3 separate regions of the Sus scrofa genome follow, and all the other regions are linked to region 3. A link is a contact called in public HiChIP or PLAC-seq and promoter capture Hi-C data. All regions are on one chromosome and are shown on one strand. Each heading gives the region's core, a stretch centred on a gene start, on an enhancer-like site or on the middle of the called end of the contact. The rest is flanking DNA. Distances are from core to core; before and after follow the strand shown.

Region 1 (3,737 bases), core at 71-2,570, 890 kb after region 3:
TCTACCCCAGGCTCAGTCCTCTCTAGCCACAATGGCTACCATTCTGACTGATAAGCTCCTGCCTGAAGGCCTTTGCACTTGCGGGTCCCTCTGCCTGCACCCCTATCCGCCAGACATATGCATTCCTCCAATCCCTCACCTCCCTGACACCGACTGACACTGACATTTAAAACTGCACTGCCTGTCGCTCTTTTTTGCTTTCTCCATAGCACTCACCACTTTTTTTTTTTTTTTTTTTTTTGTCTTTTGTCTTTTTGTCTTTTTGTTGTTGTTGTTGTTGCTATTTCTTGGGCCGCTCCCGCGGCATATGGAGATTCCCAGGCTAGGGGTCGAATCGGAGCTGTAGCCACCGGCCTACGCCAGAACCACAGCAACGCAGGATCCGAGCCGCGTCTGCAACCTACACCACAGCTCACGGCAACGCCGGATCGTTAACCCACTGAGCAAGGGCAGGGACCGAACCCGCAACCTCATGGTTCCTAGTCGGATTCGTTAACCACTGCGCCACGACGGGAACTCCAGCACTCACCACTTTCTAACACACACTGTTTGTTTTGTTTATTGTCTGTCTTCCTACAACAGATGTTAAACTCCTTAAAGGATTTTGGTATGTTTTGTTCACTGCTATAGTAGCGCTTCCTGGTTCATAGTTGGAACTCGATAAATAGTTGCTAAACTGAAGGAACAGGCGGGGAAAAGATAACTGTGGAACAAATCGTGAGACATTAATGACCAGACTCCAAGAGTGCAAGGCAGTACCAAAAGGTGACAGAGGAACGAGGGTCAGATAGGAGAGAGAAGACAGGGAGGATAAAGGTAAGGGGTACGGAGAGGAGAAACGTACCTGGAGTGTTGTGGGAGTTCTGATACTGAGGAAAAATACCAGGAGACTGCGTCCAGTACCATGAAGTCGAAGCCTGGTAATTCCAGTAGGGCTGGCCATCGAATTGAGGCTGAGACTCAAGGGCGGACTGGGCGTGGAAGGGGGGCTGCGCCCCAGGAAGAATCTGAGCGTCGAAAGGGGGAGGCGCCTCAGGAAGAGCCTGGGCCTCCGCCGGGGGCTGCGCCTCCGAGGAAGGCTTGGATTCTGCTGCGGGAAGCGAGGAAGGGGGTGGGGGAGGCGGCAGCATCGCCCAGTACATCCAGTTTTCCGAGGCCGAGGCTTGGTCGCTCAGAGGCCCCAACGTGGGAGTCAGCTCTGGAGCTGGAAACCACCCGGTGGGAGTCACAAAACCACTTGCCGGTTCAGCCATGCCACCCGCCAGGTAGGGAACCCAGCGTGGAGTAAAGCCTTAGGCACCACTTCCGTTAGATAAGGCTCAGCCAATCACAGGCTGAAGCGTCATTGGTCGGCGCCGGAAAAAGCTTCTCTCCTTTACGGCGAATCGCAGGCTCCGGGTTTGAGATTGACTTGACATAGACACGCTTAGTGTGAGGGACCAGGGCCGCCACCGCGGATGGCGAGAGATCTGATTGGGCCGGCGCTACCGCCCGGCTTCAAGGCCAGCGGTTCAGCGGAGGACGAGGAGCGGGACCTCAGCCCGGGTAAGCGGCGGCGTGTCCCCTGCCCGCCAGGCCCGACCCCGGCTCTGGGAGTACAAGTCCGAGGCCTGGGAGCCTGAGGGAGGAGTGGCGAGTGGGCGAGGCCCGACCCGAGCTAACTTTCCTTCCCAGGCTGTGGCGGTGGCGAGGCGGCCGTGGGGCCGCAGAAACGAGCTTTGGTCCGGTTATCATCATGGTGATGGTGTATCCCAATTTAGCGCTTAAAGGGCTGGACACTGTACTGAAGGGCCGATACATATTAAGTCATATAGTCCTCTTGGTTACTGTATAAGGTAAAGATTATTATTACACGATGCAATTGAGGACACTGAGGCCCAGGCTGTTGCCCAGACCTCGCAACTAGCAAGTAGTGGTGCCCGGATTAGAATGAAGCCCATGCTTCTGGCCTCTCATCTTGCCTCCTGACGTACAACTAATGCCTTTGGCTCTTGCAGAAGATGCTTTGCTCTCTAACCCCGGACCTGCTTTCCTAGCCTTTCATCCTGTCATTGCATCTAACACACAGAGCCCAAAGCTCAAACCAACGCGAGTTTCTGCGCAGTTCTTCAATTCTCTTGGCTCCCTGGAGCCTTGCCCTGCACTTCTTGACATACCTGACAAACTCCTACCCCATCCTTCAAGGTCTAACTTCAGTATCACCTCAGTGAAATGTTTCCAAACTCTTCTCGCATTGTCACCCCCTCTTTACCCAGGGGGTTTACTCCTGCTTAATTACATCACATTTTAACATACTGTTTTTTCATAACTTGCCGACATATCTGTTTCCACCATTGTACTCGGTTTTCTAGCCTTAAGGACTAATAGGCACCCCCATATTTGTCAAATAAATGCTTCTGACTCCTCCATGATGAGTATCTGTCCTTTCATGTTCTAATTGGTAGGCTGGGACTAGCTAAAGTTGGAAAAAAGTAAAGCTGAAAGAATAACCTTCCCATTCCTGAATCTATTTGCATTCTTTGACTATCTAGAAACCATGTTTCCACTTAGAGGTTTCTTTCCAGGTCTCATTTCTGCTATAGCCATTAAAAAGTCAAGCCTTTATTTTAGCAAGGAAGGTTCCATTCAACTAAGGTTGAAGGAAAGTGAGGTTAACCCAATGTTTTAGTCAGGTTCCTACACTTATGTTGGTTTTGGTTCACTGTATTCCCTGATTTTATTTTATTTTTTATTTATTTTTTTGGTCTTTTTGCCTTTTCTAGGGCAGCTCCCAAGGCATATGAAGGTTCCCAGGCTAGGGGTCTAATCGGAGCTGTTGCCACCAGCCTAGGCCAGAGCCACAGCAATGCCAGTTCTGAGCCGCGTCTGTAACCTACACCACAGCTCCTGGCAACGCTGGATCCTTAACCCACTGAGTGAGGCCAGGAATCAAACCCGCAACCTCTTGCTTCCTAGTCAGACTCATTAACCACTGCGCCACGACGGGAACTCCGTATTCCCTGATTTTAAACTAAGGCAGGATTTGCAGGTAAGCAGCCACCATGTGCCAGATAGCTACTTCTGTTATGATTTCCTTCTATCATTCTACCAGCCTTTACTTCAGGTACTCTTTCTGTCTACTCCTTCCCATTTGTTTCTTTTGTGTGGTCATTCTTACCCTTACTGTCAGCAGTTAACATTGTGTCTCTATTCCCCGCTACCTTGTCTCTCCAACCTGCTTGGCACACAAATGGACCTTGGTAGATATTTGCCAAGTGACCTCGGTTCTTCATCAAGCACATAGCATGCCCTTTTTTTTTTTTGGCTGCACTAATGGAATGTGGAAGTTCCTGAGCATGAGATCAAACCCACACTACAGCAGTGACAATGCTGACTCCTTAACTGCTAGGCCACTAGGGAACTCCACCATGTCATTGTTAGCATGTAATTCCCCAAACCAGAAACCGTTCCCTTCAGAACTTCCAAGATGGCTGATCCTAAAAGAGTTGCCAAAAAATCTTGAAATACCATTTTTCAATCTCATTATTCTTCTATCTGGACTTTTGAGAAGTTTATTAGTACCATTATCCTTGAAATTCACTATGTTACGTCATAGAAGTTCCCCTGGTGCATCTTCCATTCTACCTGTCTCCCCATTCCTCTTTCAACCAAAGGATAACCACTGTCCTAACTTAAACCATCATAGATGAGTTTTGCAGACTTTTGTGCTTTATGTAGATGGAAAAATAAAGTATGAA
Region 2 (3,556 bases), core at 736-3,235, 640 kb after region 3:
TGGTGGAGGTGGTGCCCATGGTGAATGTGATGGTGGTGATGGAGGGGGTGTGGATGAGCATTCCCATTGATCACAACATTCTGTTGTGGAAGGGAAGGCAAATGAGGCTGAGGAAGGTGGGGCTGGTTGGGAGAGACGGCCCCAGGGGTCTCGGCTTCCTGGAAGTTATTGAGCGTCTCTTCCGAGGAGCTGCGTTCGGGCTCCCCTAAGTCAGTAGCCCTGGAAAGTGACACATCAAGGATCTCGGAAGAAGACAGATCTTCCGTGTGCGATTCATCCAGATCATCGTAGCTCTCGGTGTCCTCTGCGATGCTGTTGTTAGAGCTGATGCTGGCGGAGATCTGAGCCGGGGTCACGCTAGTTATCTGGAAGCCACTTTTCTTTTTCATCTGGGTTCCGCCTGGTGCAAGAGGCTGTGCCTGCAGCTGAGCCTGCGAAAGGAGGTTCAGGCTTTGTGGAGGCGGAGGCTGTGGTCCCGACAGAGAAGATGCTACAGGAGGTGGCGGCTGGAGCAGCGACGGAGGCGGAAAATCCTCGGAAGATGGGGCACTACTACCAACGCCGGTACCTGCTGCACTGAGAGCAGAGGCGCTGCCACCGCCACTGCCCCTTCGAGGGAACATTGCCGGGTGCGCCATCTTCCTAGCACTAATGTCTGCAGCGGCCGCGGCCGCGGCGGCGGTGGACTCGGGCGGCTGGTGCATTGTGTTGGGGACCGGGGGGCGGAGGAGGCGCGAGCAATTTCCTTCTGCACCGTAATCTTTGTGTTCAAGACGCCCGGGGAGGAAAACGGGACCTGATGCTCCACCCGGCGCGATTCCTCCTTCTCCTCCTACTCCTCCTCAGCCGAGGGCGCCGGCCGCTGCTGCCTTCGAGGGCGAGCTTCGGGAAGGGAGGATGAACGAGGGTGAACAGGGCGGCCGAGGACCCGAAGGGGGTACCCCTTCAGCCCTTCACCATTCACTTTCCCCTCTAGCCTCACACCCCCCTTTATATTCCGCTTCACGTGGGGTGCGGGGCGGGAGGGAGGGGGAGAGCAAGGGAGGGGGGAGGCTAGGGGAGGGGGCGGGAAAGCCGAGAAATGCCCACCTTCTCCGGACAACTCCGAAGCCACCTCCACCCCTCCTCCCGCCGCAGCGGCGGCGGCGGCCGCTGCAAAACCCTCCCGGTGGCTCTGCACGAAGGCAGCGCCGAGCGAGTGTCGCCTTCCCCTCGCCACCCCCAGCGCCGCCGCCGCCGGCGAGCCCCGAGCTCAGTGTCGCTCAAACCTCCCCTCCCAGCCCCGCCGGCCCCGCTCGGCCCTCCCCCCACGCCCCGCGGACCCTTTCAAACCCCCTGGGCTCGCGGCGGCTGCTGCTCCCTGAGGAAACGCTGGCCGCGGCTGGGGCCGGCGCGGCGAGGCTCGGAGCGGGGCGGCGGCGGGGCGCCCGGTACGGTGAGCCCAGCAACGAGGCGCGGGCGGGCGCGCAGAGACGCCGGGTCCTCGCGGAGCACGGCAGGGGCGCGGCGGCGGCGGTGGCAGCGGGAGCCCAGGGACCGCTCCATCACTGGCAGCCATGGAGCCCGAGCATTTTCCTCCCTCCGGGCAGGCGCCTCGGCTCGGCACACGTCCTGGGGGAGGAAGGGGCCGGCGCCCGAGCCTCCCCGAAGGGCGGCGGGACGTGCGCTAAGCGCCGACGGTGCGAGCCGCTTCTCGTCCTCTTCCTCCGCAGCCGGCTCGTCCTCACCCCGCTGCTCCCGCGGCCCAGGCAGGAGGGGGCCGCAGGCAGCGGCGACGACTCCTTTCTCGGCGGCGTTGGTGGCCAGACAGGCTGGTGCAGCGACTGCAGCCGACGCCGTTCAAAGGAACGAGAGGTGGGGTTGGTCGGTGTCGGCGAACAGGGCGGGTGAGTGGGTGGCTGCCGAGGGAGGGCGGCGGGCGGGGAGGGGGCTGCGGTGGTTGTTACTAGTGCTCTTCTCCGGCTCCACCGTATCCGCGAGTCTCTCGCGGCATCGGCAGAGGAGGGACCAGCGCCCGAGCGCAGAAGGAGGAGGGGCGACCGCCGGCGAGAGGAGGCGGTGGCGGTGGCGGGGGGAGGGGGCAGGCTGAGGAGAAGGAGGGAAGATGGCGTCTGCGCATGCGCCCCGAGGGCCGCAGCCATAAAGCCGGATCTGGCGGCGGGTCTTCGGGCCTCTCCGAGCTCCGGGTGTCTCGGCGGAAATTGCCGAAGGCTGGCGGAGGCGCCGAAGCCGCCGCCGGCGGCGGGGGTGGGGAGTTTCGGCCGGGGGAGCGAATCCGGGTCGGCCGGAGAGATTCTGCCTGATGGGGGTGGGGCCGGGTACGGGGCGCGCGCAGGTTAGGTGTGTCCGCTCCTTTTTCACACGCGGCCGGCGCGCGCGCGCGGGCACGCGGCAGGAGAGGGGGCGCGGTGGGGAGGGGCTGGCGGAGGCCGCTGGAGCCCCGGGTCTCGGGTGTACGCGCCCTGGGTGGTGTCCCCCCGCCTGCGGAATGGGTAATGAGGCTTTTCTCCGCAGCAACAGCATCACGAGTTTCAGTTCCCAGGAGTCCGCCGCCGCCACGACATGAGTCAGGCTTTCTTCTTCGGCGCGTGGCGAAGCCCTCCTCCCCTTCGCCACACCTGGGCTCGCCCCCGGCCCTCGCCGCCCTCGCCCCCTCGGAGGATGCCCCAGCCTGGTGCTGCGGGGTCGCGGAAGGCCGGTGGCTCCTCAGGATAGGCGCTCCCTTTTGTGCGGTGCAGTTGCTGCTGCCGTGCGGTCCCCTCGTCCTTCGACGGGCAGGGACGAGCCAGCCGGGCAGATGTTGCAGCTGTTTGCAGTTAAATGCCTAGGCTCTTCTCTAGAGAGGGGAGCGTTTGCAAGCCATTGTTTCCTGGAGGGATGCAGCAGCCCAGCCTAGTAAATAACCGATCTCAACAGGTGGAGCTTACCTCCAACCGGGATATCTTCTAGTTTAATTGTCCAGGCTGTAGCCCCTGCAGGTTTGACCTAAAAGACAAAGTGGCCTAGTCTTTGTGGCAATACAAGTGCTGTGATAAATGAATACTACCTTTTAGAGGTAGAAAAGAAAGAAAACCATCTGCGATTCAAGTTTAAAAACATAAACAAAATAAAAACAAAATCCTGCATGGGTCCGAGCATAGTTCTACAGAAGCAATGTTAGCTTTGATTGGAGGCAATTTACTGGAAGTTGCTTCCCTGGCATTACATGTCAAAACATTCTAGTTCTAAGCAGTTTTTACTACTGAGAGCCGTACATCTCGCCCAGGAATTAAAACACAGCAAAGTAATGTGGAAAACCTTAGAGAGAAAGGTTTTTTTTTTCTACTTAGGTTGTTGAGGAACTAAACGTTTAGGGTTAGACCTCTGATTCATTAAATCTCACAGACTAACGGATCTACAGTCCTGTTTCAGGAGCTTGGTAAAAAGTAGACGGCAGGGTTTCCATAGACGCCTCATTGGTGATTCAACATGTTACCTTTAGGTTTCTCTCAACTTTTCCCCTCATTCCATCCCCCAAAGGTTAGGAGTATCACTGTTGTTATATTCTTATATAAAA
Region 3 (3,825 bases), core at 1,146-3,645:
AGATATAATTTATATACTATCAAGTTTGTCTTTATGAAGTGTACAATTTAATGTTTCATTGACTTCAATATATTGTTTGGCTATGGGTTCAGACTGTATCTTTGAGAGAGCTTGTCCTCTACTAAAAAAAAAAAAAAAAAATGCTAAAGCAGCAGCAGTTAATTCTCCTTGGTGAGGGTATAGGAACTCAAGGTAAGTTATGTTTGAGCTTGAAGGGTCCTAACTAGTAACAGTTAAAAAAACATGAAAGGAGAAGGGTGTTCTAAGTAGAAGGAATAGCTTATGTAAGGATGAAATCATATGGTGTTCCAAGGAACACCCTTTTTAGCTTGCGTGACTTGGGAATAGGGAAGTTGTTTTTTTTTTTTTATCAAATCTAATTATGCATCTGAATCATCTGTAAAGATTAAAAGAAAACAAAAAACAAAGCCAAACTTGCCCAGACTTGACTGCTGGAGATTCTGATTCAAAGGTACATCTAGAGCAGGGTGGCACCTGGATTTATGTTTTTAAGCTCTAGGTATAGTTCCTACTAACAGCCAGGATTGAGAGCCACTGGAGCAGGGGGAATGGAGATGAGGAAGAGTGTTAAGAGATGAGGCCATAGTCTAGGATCAGATGGTGCAAGAAAATGGTATGTAAATACAATATAATGACAAATTTTCTATTCTTTGACCACTTCCCTATTTTGAAATATTTAAAAGTTTTTTAAACATTTTACTGTTATACATTGTAATTATTATTATTTTGGCCACACCAAGGGCATGTGGAAGTTCTAGGCTAGAACTGGAACTAGAACCACAGCAGCAACCCAAGCCGCTGCTGTGACAACACCAGATCCTTACTTAACCCACTGCACCACCAAAGAACTCCTAACTTTTTAACTGTTACTGTTGCATGAGAGAAAATGAATTCCCACCATTTGTCTATAAAAACAGAGATAAATGTTTTAACCCAGGCTTGTAACTAAAAGACGTCTATTTTGCTTACAGTAATATATATATAGTCTTTTTGCCTTTTCTAGGGCCACTCCCGTGGCATATGGAGGTTCCCAGGAGAGGGGTCTAATCAGAGCTGTAGCTGCTGCCCTACACCACAGCCACAGCAACGTGGGATCCGAGCTGTGTCTGCAACCTACACCACAGCTCACGGCAACGCCGGATCTTAACCCACTGAGCAAGGGCAGGGACCGAACCCGCAACCTCATGGTTCCTAGTAGGATTCGTTAACCACTGCGCCACGACGGGAACTCCTTTCTTTTTTCTTTTTTTTTTTTTTTTTTTTTTTTTTTTGTCTTTTTGTGCTTACAGTAATATTTAACATAAAACAAGCTCAGGGCAGTGTAAATCTTCTCATCAGGGCACCATATACCACTCAGGGCACTTAACAAATATCCAGCAAAAATAATGAAAATACAAATGTTGACAAAAACAGCTGCCAGATATGAGCAGTGGCTTCCTATCGAGGGTTGGTAACCCCATTCTCTACTCAAATAGAACGGAAGCACTCGCCCACTTCCAAGAGCTCTTCAAACTCCCAGATAGCTGAGAGTCTTTCTTTCAGGTACAGGTTCCTCACTTATGATGTGAAACTATCAGAAACAAGGACCTCTTTCCATTATAACCAGTTACACAGGAAACACCCTCTCTTCTACTCTTTGAAGGTTGAAGAAAGAGCATCTGCTTTCCATATCCGTAGGAGCTGCTCAATATTTTAAAATAAATGAATGTTGTGCTCTTTGAGGGCAGAAAAACGAGGCTTCTAATTTTCTACTCGTGGAACATATTTTTAAAAGGGCGCACAGGACAGAACATCCCTTTATCAACACAAGCGAAGGACCTGTCAAGTCTAGTCAGCAAGTTAGGCAGGATCAGCAAAAAGAGAAAGCTCAGCCAATTTATTTCTGCAAACAAAGCAAAACAGTTAAAGAACAAAACCAAACCAAACGCAACAGAAAACAATCCCTTCCCCCTGCCCCAAGGAAGCCTATTACTAGAACCTGGGTGGGACAGACTGCCGGGGCCTAACGGAACGAGGTTGGGGGGGAGGGCTGTGCTCAGGACATGAAACCCTGTCGCGACCGACCGCGCCGCTGGCCGGCGGCTCTTCAGGCCGCGACTGTAAGCGTGAACGCGGGGAAAGGGCTTCGCCCGCCCCGGGAAGGGAGGCGGCGGTCGACCCGAGGCCCCAGGCCGCCCGCCCCGTCGGGAAGCCGGCCCCGCGCCCCACGCGGCCCGTCCCCGCCCCCGCCCCGCCTCCCGCCCGCGGACCCGCCTGGTTCAGGCCGCAAGGCCCGTCGCGACTCCGGTTCTCGTTCCTCCTCCGGGCGCCAGGCGGCGAGTGCGGGCAGGCGGCCTGACCCGGAACTGCTGACGCTTCCCCGCACTCGGGCGCGTCCACCCCCCGCGTCGCTCCCCGCCGGCCCAGCCGCGCCTCCGCGGCCCTCGGGCAGATGAGGCGGGACGGGCGCCGCCCACACAGCGGCGGGTCCGGGCTTAGGACGCCCCGGGACGCGCTCGCGGCCGCCGGGTCGCGTTCAGCCTCAGGACGGGCGTCGGGGGCAGCAGACGTCTCCGAGTTCGCCGCGCGGGCCGAAGGTGGAACCGAGCTCGACGTGCCTCAGGCGAGGACGGAGCACAGGCTCGGTGTGCGTCCGACCGTCAGAAAGTCCTGAAGGGCAGGCGGAGTCTGGACAGCGGTCCTGGCGGGTGGGGTCGCGCCCCCCAGGCTTTCCACAGTGCAGAGGGAGGGGCCTAGGAGTGACCGCGGAGGAAACTGTCGGGGGCGGGGGCGGTGTCTCCGAGGCGGGTCACCAGAGAGACCCACAGCCTGGGGTGGGAGGGCAGGGGCCGGAGGTGAGAAAACCGGCGCAGGGGCGGGGAGTCGGGAGGAGAGCGGTGGGCTGCCCAGCTGGTCTCAGTCGCTGTTGCTCTTGTGGTCCTTGCTGTTCCTGAGAGCTGTGTGAATCCTGGAGGGAAACGTCTCAGTCAACTCTGATCTCCTCAGAAACGCAATTTTTAGTACAGTTTTGATGTACAGTTTTAGTTTTAGGTGTACGACATAGCGATTCAACATTTTTATAGATTGCACGCTATTTAAAGTTACAAAATATTGCTATATTCTCTGTGCTATACAGTATAACCTTGTAGCTTATTTTAGACACGGTGGTTTGTTATCTCTTAATCCCTACCCCTATCTTGCGCACCCCCCCATTGGTAACCACTATTTTGTTCTCTGGATCTCTAAGTCTGTTTCTGAAAAAACAAAAACAAAAAACGCAACTTTTCCTCAAAGAAGAAAAGCACTTTTTAAGTGCAGCTCTATTTAACCTATCGAACTTCAGGCTGACATATTTCATATAAAGAGCTGTGATCTAACAAGCCAGCCATGTGAGGATTAATGATATAGTGATAAGTTGACACCCTGTAATTAAAAAATAGGACTTTGTCTAAGTCAACAAGTAATTTACTTGCTTAAAATTTGCTATGTAAAAACAAAACAAAAACTGTTGTTCTAAGCCAGAAAGATGTAAGTACTTTCACAAAATGAATTTAGAGATGGCTTTGCTTTCATTGTCATGGTTCTCTTATGACTAATAGTGGACTAGCTTTAATGGGAGGAGTCTAGTATTTTGGTTATATTTTTATTTTATTTTATTTTTTTGTCTTCTTATGGCCGCACCCACGGCATATGGAGGTTCCCAGGGTAGGAGTCAAATCGGAGCTACAGCTGCCGGTCTACACCACAGCCACAGCAACGCCAGATCCAAGCCATGTCTGCCTCCTAAACCACAGCTCACCGCAACACCGGATCCTTAATCCACCT

Evidence for each region. Promoter capture Hi-C pulls out the DNA fragments that hold promoters and counts their contacts. HiChIP or PLAC-seq counts read pairs in DNA pulled down with a chosen protein or histone mark.
Region 1: an H3K27ac HiChIP or PLAC-seq map of alveolar macrophages shows a contact between it and region 3. The contact joins the promoter of NUFIP1 here to the promoter of CCDC122 in region 3. A contact is called at or near these places in 1 of 5 promoter capture datasets (fetal liver), 3 of 47 Hi-C or Micro-C datasets (heart right ventricle, mesenteric adipose tissue and subcutaneous adipose tissue) and 1 of 2 datasets of contacts at active chromatin or transcription factors (alveolar macrophages).
Region 2: a promoter capture Hi-C map of fetal liver shows a contact between it and region 3, with 5 times the contacts expected there. The contact joins the promoter of TSC22D1 here to the promoter of CCDC122 in region 3. A contact is called at or near these places in 2 of 5 promoter capture datasets (fetal liver and liver) and 2 of 2 datasets of contacts at active chromatin or transcription factors (alveolar macrophages and skeletal muscle).

Annotation. Positions count from the first base shown.
Region 1 is chr11:22,265,030-22,268,766 of Sscrofa11.1, reverse strand. It overlaps NUFIP1 (nuclear fragile X mental retardation-interacting protein 1), which reads right to left and starts at 1,320. Exons shown (of 10, transcript XM_001927425.5): 1 at 845-1,320. The coding sequence starts at 1,253. GPALPP1 (GPALPP motifs-containing protein 1) reads left to right here and starts at 1,369. Exons shown (of 9, transcript XM_021065611.1): 1 at 1,369-1,545. The coding sequence starts at 1,458.
Region 2 is chr11:22,517,221-22,520,776 of Sscrofa11.1, reverse strand. It overlaps TSC22D1 (TSC22 domain family protein 1), which reads right to left and starts at 1,985. Exons shown (of 3, transcript XM_021065612.1): 1 at 1-1,985. The coding sequence starts at 704. LOC100523690 (atherin-like) reads left to right here and starts at 898. Exons shown (of 4, transcript XM_021065395.1): 1 at 898-1,854. The coding sequence starts at 898.
Region 3 is chr11:23,158,231-23,162,055 of Sscrofa11.1, reverse strand. It overlaps CCDC122 (coiled-coil domain-containing protein 122), which reads right to left and starts at 2,395. Exons shown (of 5, transcript XM_021065620.1): 1 at 2,275-2,395. It overlaps LACC1 (laccase domain-containing protein 1), which reads left to right and starts at 2,266. Exons shown (of 7, transcript XM_005668443.3): 1 at 2,266-2,647.